Regions from separate parts of the Hordeum vulgare genome. Here region 1 is linked to region 2. A link is a contact called in public Hi-C data. All regions are on one chromosome and are shown on one strand. Each heading gives the region's core, a stretch centred on a gene start, on an enhancer-like site or on the middle of the called end of the contact. The rest is flanking DNA. Distances are from core to core; before and after follow the strand shown. Region 1 holds the start of LOC123431400. Region 2 holds the start of LOC123431370 (E3 ubiquitin-protein ligase MARCHF9).

The links. A called contact is a pair of places that touch in the nucleus more often than the background predicts.
Region 1: a Hi-C map of leaf shows a contact between it and region 2, with 5 times the contacts expected there. The contact joins the promoter of LOC123431400 here to the promoter of LOC123431370 in region 2. A contact is called at or near these places in 3 of 6 Hi-C or Micro-C datasets (leaf and seedling) and 1 of 1 datasets of contacts at active chromatin or transcription factors (embryo).

The regions. Positions count from the first base shown.
Region 1 is chr1H:288,022,837-288,025,797 of MorexV3_pseudomolecules_assembly, reverse strand. It overlaps LOC123431400, which reads right to left and starts at 1,666. Exons shown (of 3, transcript XM_045115195.1): 1 at 1,343-1,666; 2 at 731-1,239; 3 at 1-341. The coding sequence starts at 1,472. The coding sequence ends at 222.
Region 2 is chr1H:287,759,977-287,763,107 of MorexV3_pseudomolecules_assembly, reverse strand. It overlaps LOC123431370 (E3 ubiquitin-protein ligase MARCHF9), which reads left to right and starts at 1,261. Exons shown (of 5, transcript XM_045115184.1): 1 at 1,261-1,986. The coding sequence starts at 1,604.

The DNA.
Region 1 (2,961 bases), core at 417-2,916, 260 kb before region 2:
TACACATACAGCCGGCCCGGCCACGGTCCCAATTATTTACACCCAGTATATCGTGCATTATGTACAAACACGACACGTGATCTATGTTATACGTACATGACAACCACTACCAAGGCTGCTGATTTGCTATAACGCATGAGCTAGCTTTTTCTTCATCAGATGTACGTAGTTGAATCCAGCAGCTTGTGCTTGATCCGAGAGTTGAATCGCGGGCGGGTGGATCAGAAGCCGTCGTAGAAGCCACCGAACGATATGTTGGCCCTTGTGGACGCGCCTGCCCCCATCATAGATGACATGGCCTGGTTCAGCCTCGATGTCTGCTGCACCACCTGCTGAATTCTCTGCACATCCACAGATCAACAGCATATGTATTACTTCAGCCAGTCTTCTCTTGGACAAATAATATTTCAAGATTCAGTTCCACAAGAAGCGGATGGCGGTCAAATCCGGGAAGAAAACTGCGGACTGCGGTGTTGGAATGGGTCCAATTAGGCCGTGCACCATGCGTCTGTGACAGACTTCGTCAATCGGATATCTGTCGGCTCAATCTACTGAAGGTGCTCATAGTCATAGAGACAGGGAGTTCGTGTATGTGAGTGTGTACGGTGTTTCTCGGGAGAAAAAAAGGCATAGTTGATTGATATTGTAATTGATTTAAGTTGAGTTATTACTAATAGGAAAAGGATTCTGATGCTCTGGATCGGATTAGGTGGCGACAGAGTCAGCAAACCTTATCATCGCCAAGGAACTGCAGCTGGATCTTCTGCTGCTGCTGATGCTGGTGCTGCTTGTGGTGCTGCAGCCTGCCGCCGACGAGGAACACGCAGACGGTGGCCGCCGCCACCCCGAACGAGCAAAGCGCCCCGACCGCGTTCACGCGCAGCTTCCCCACGCTGAACACCACGCACTCCGGCGGCGCGCCGTCCTCCTCCTTCTTGCCCTCTTCCTCCTCTCCCGCGGCGAACTCGTGAGGAGGAAGCGCTGATTCCACTGCCTCTGCCGCAGCCATCTGCTTGCCATCGTCGTCCACCTCCTTGGCGTCGTCACAGGCCTGGAACTTGTCCTGCCCGTCGCCGTCAGAGACTAGCAGCTCCGTCACCGTGGGTTCTTCATCTTTACCCTCTTTAGTTGATCTGGGCTCGGCCGGCACGACGTCGACGCCGATGTCCTTACACTCGTCAACATTACCAGCGTCCACTTGTGACGGGGGAGGCAGGATCGGTTCCTCGGTTTCGTGATCTGGAGTACGCACGCAATCAATTACAGTTACAATTACAAATACAGGGATTGGAACATGAGTGGAAACCGAAGTAAAAAAAATCGTGATCAAGAGCGAGCTTACCGGCAAGAACCTCGCCGCTGCCGTGGGCACGGGATGCAGCCCTGCTCTCGGCGTAGAAGCTCCTGTGTTCGTCAGGCAGCACCTCCCAGTCCCACACGTCCTGGACGGAAGGAGCGCCTCCTCCCTCCATGGCAGACAAATCGACGGACGCAACCGCAAAGGCTAGAGGATCAAACCTGAACCTGGTTGCTTGCTGCTGCTGGACGGATCAACTATTGGCAGGGGAGCAAGGAGCCAGAGGGAGAAAGCTATATATGGGTGGGCACTCACACACACACATGGGCATGGGCACATCAGCATCAAGGAGCCAGCCAGCTCCTTGCACCAAGGGAGAAGGCAGAGGAGGGCTTGTGTGTGGGCTTATCCTTCCTGCTAGGGGACAAGGGTGGGGGCCTACCACCCGGGAAGGAGAGGGTTTCTACATCGTTCTAGCAAGTTGCCGTGCATTATTCACGATAGAAATGCTTGGGACACGAGGACTTTTCAGATTTCTGCCATGGTTGAAATGCTTATGTGTGGCTACTGTAAAACCGGTGAAACGTTTTTTGGGAATTTTGGGCGATTAACATGTGTCGCCTCTCTCAAAAAGCTTGCAAATTGACGTGTATCCTGTTAACGTTCCTGGCAATAGAAAATTCAATGACACTCCCGGCACCGGCAGGGCAGAGGGTGATGCTGATTCTTGGGAAAAGTTCAAAATACGGGTCAATTTGGTACGACAGAAAGCAAGGCGTGCGTAGCTTGCAGGTTAGATTACATTACATTGCATTACAGACGTATTCGACGTTACGACACTACATACCGTGATTCCACTGCAGGGCTACAAATGAAATGCTCCACTAATTATCAATGACGCGGAAATGAATTAGGTCAGAAGCTTCCGCGGGAAATCCACATCAAGAGGTTGAGATGTGACCCAAGATAGATGGCGATCGATGGATAATCACGCAGGAGCAGAAACCATATAGGGGCAGTAATTCAGAACGCACGCAAACGCAGAGAGGAGTGTGAAAAAATTATCAGCTCGTCAGCAGGGCCTTTCATCATGACAAGTTTATTTAGAGACTGTTCGGACTCTCTCCGTTCCGCAACTCCACATCAGAGCGGAGTGACACCTAGTTATATTCTGAGGAATTGCTAACAGGACGCTCCTCGCGCTCTGCTCCGTGGCGGGCTGCCGAACAGGGGCTTAATGAGCCATATAGGATACTAAATTAACAAATTAAACCATCAACACAAGCTTAGCAAAATCACAAATAAGGTTGATAATTGAAAAGGATGCAAACAGCATTTACCAAAATCTTATCAGATCAAACTTAAAATAAGGCTTTGCCGGATTATTAAGCATTCATTTAGTAACAAGTGCCTCTTCAATAAAGTTGAATTCATTAATAGATCATCCTGTAAGGACATCTCGCCATGTCATCAGCCAACGCCTTAACATACAACTACTTCAATGAATTGTATTTAGTTTGTTTAAAAAGATGTGAGGTAATAAATAATGTGCTCTCTCATTCTACATTGAAGCTTGTGCAAGAGTGTTGGTTAATTTACATACAACCTTACTCTCTTTCCTTATTTATTGCAAGACACATCATCAAAAATCCTATGTGTCATAA
Region 2 (3,131 bases), core at 12-2,511:
CTGCCACCTATTAGCCGACCGTGGCTTGGTGTCTTGACACGCCTCTGGACGGGTGTCAACTGGTCGTAATCTGTCTTCCGACGTGCCGCCACGTATCTAGCGAGAGCCACTTAGCCATCTGGGAGCTCGACTCCTCATCGATAAGTGACTGGTGTAGCGATGAGGCGGAGCGGTGGCAAATTGGCCCACGCTTGTCGGGGAGGCATCTTGCCGGGACTTGTCGAGGATGCGTGTGCCTTCGCCCCTCGAAGGCGCCAGGGGTTCTTGGCCTGTCTTGGGCTGCTTGTGTAGGTCTTGCCGGCGTCGTCGACCATCGGGGGCCACGTCTGCCAGAGTCTTGGTCTTCTTGATGCGGTCCTTGACCTCTCGTAGAGCAGCTTCACTAGCGTGGGCTAGGCCTTGATGGAGTGGTAGCATTCCCCGACAACCTTAGTTCGTCGGGTCGGTGGCTCATCGTCCGTGCACCATTCAGGGGAAACAAACACCCCTGTTTGTGTACCCCGACAAGGATCATACGTGAGAACATTGCGTGAGGCCATGTCTTTTTTCACCTTCTTTTTCATATTTCCTTGATCCTCGGATGATCGTTTTTGTCACTTTCTCGCGTGCTCCCTGCTTACGACCAATGGATACCAGACTCGATCTGGACATTTAAAAAAAAGACCTCAATTAAATGCGGGTTCTCTAATATAGGGAAATTAGTGTTATACTCCCTCCGTCCCAAAATTCTTGTCTTAGATTTGTCTAGATATAAATGTATCTAGTCACATTTTAGTATTTAGATACATCTATTTTTAGACAAATCTAAGACAAAATTTTTGGGACGGAGTGAGTATTATACTTCGTATATTTAAAAACTTCCACGTGGCATGGTGGGCTGCATGCAGCTGTGTCTTATCCACCACTCACCATGTCTTGCATTCGACGGCCACGGAGTAGTCTGACTACTTCCACGTGATATCACCATGTCTTATTACCACTAACATAAAACCTCATATCACTTTGTAGGGAGTAGATAACAAAACATCAAAAGTTTGATGCTAGTGGTGATATGAGGTTTTATGCATTTAACTCGGATGCACCGATATGACGCAGGAGAACGACGGGCAGTCAGCCGAGCCAAACCGACAAAGTGCGCCGCGTTCGAGTTGCTCTAAGCTCAACCAAAACAAAGCGACTACATTTGCACCCTCGTAGCATCTATCTATTCCTTTCAGTCCCAGTTCCGTCCCCACACTGTACATAGGTCCGTACACCTCCTTGCCCCAGATCCGAACCGGCTGCGATTCCCTCTGCTCCTCCTCTCCGACGCCATTTCACTGACACCCGCTTGCGGCGACATCCTCACCCCACCCGTCAGTGACATTTCCGCTCGGCGCATAGGCCCCGTACTTATCCAGATTCGCCCCACAGCCGCAGCTTTCCCACCCATCCCCATCTCCCCGCCGGCGTAGCCCCACCATCGCCCGTCCCTCGCCGCAGCCAGTAGCCGCAGGAGTAGGTGCGGCCCCCCCACCTCCCGTTCCCTTTTCCGAAAGGAAAACGCCCCTTCGCACGCGAGGTGTTCGACGGTGAGCCGCATAGGAGTAGGCAGGCGCAGCCCATGTCGAGCGCAGCCGCCGGATCGGAGTCGGGCCCTGGCCCGTGCACCGCTCACGAGCCAGCCATGCAGCAACCACCGCAACAGCAGGAGGTGGTCGCCGCCGCGGCTGAGGTGCAGGCGCCATCACCGGGATCAGTGGTCGTGGCCGCGGCTGAAGTGCCGGCGCCGTTGGTCGTGGCCACGGCTGAGGTGCCAGCGCAGGCGCCCGGGGCGGTACTCACCATCGTGATCTCGAAGCTGGAGGATGAGGCTCGCCAGCAAAAGGGCGTCGCTCCGGCCTCGCTGCCCCCTCTGGAGGTCGGGGACGACAGCGACATGGTTGCCGTGGCGGCAGCGAAGGAGGCCGAGCTGGCGAGATCCGACAGCTTCGACGAGCAATGCAGGTATACCTGTCGGTGGTCGGTTTATGTCCTCATGTGAAACGTTGGATGTTTCGTCTGATCCTGCTCAAACTGCGAACCGAGGAGGGAATAGGAAACGTTCGTGGCCGAAGATCTTTCCGATTTGTGTGGTTGCTGCGTTAGATTTCGTATACTAACCATTTCGTGGGCAAATTATCAGCGAGGGATTCACTGATCCTGCCTTTGTGCAAGGAATATGTGGGGGGTTGGCTGCTCATCCTGCATGAAATCTATGTCCGTAACCTGACTCCGAAAGGAAGGCCTAGGTAATGTAAATTGGTACCACATATGACACAGACCATCTGTGATGTGATTCTCATATGTATTTCGTGGAGATTCTAGCACATGGATCAGTCCAAGTGGGTATGCTAATATCCTACTACCTCCTTTCCAGATTATAAGGCTTGCACGTATCCCTAGATTTATAATTTGACCAAGATAAGATGAGTTGTATAGTCTAAAAATTATACCATTAGAAAGTAGACGGTTTGAAGTTTCTCATGACATATTTTTTGTGATATATAACTTGTATTACGATGGTCTATTTGTCAACCTAGGGATACACGCAAGCCTTATAAACCGGAAAGGACGTAGTAGGTAAGATTCTAGCATACGGACATAGATTTCGTGCCAAGGAACACGGTGCTAATTCCTCGTTTAGCCCTGATCTTGCTCCCGGCTATAAACTTGTAATCTATGAGAGCCAGGTTAAGCTTCTGAATGCGGTTGAGTTTTTGTTTTATTCTTAAGAATCAGCCCAAATGATTGATTTAATTGAAGTAACACAAAGTGATAGCAACTTTTAGCTAATGGTTCGGTGGTTTAGCGTTTATGATGTTAGATGTCTTGCCCTATAATCAATACATTTTTACTACTCCCTCCGATCCATATTACTTGCCGCTCATCTAGTACAACTTTAGTACCGATCCATATTACTTGTCGCTCATCTAGTACAACTTTATTTGTACTGAAGTTGTACTAGATGAGCGACAAGTAATATGGATCGGAGGGAGAGGAAGCATTATTGCATGCAGATGGCTTCAGTAAATTGGTGTACCTTGTCTAGTTCTTAGCTACCAAAAACTAAAAAGCTATCCAGCTGCTATATAAATGCTGGCTGTAGTTAA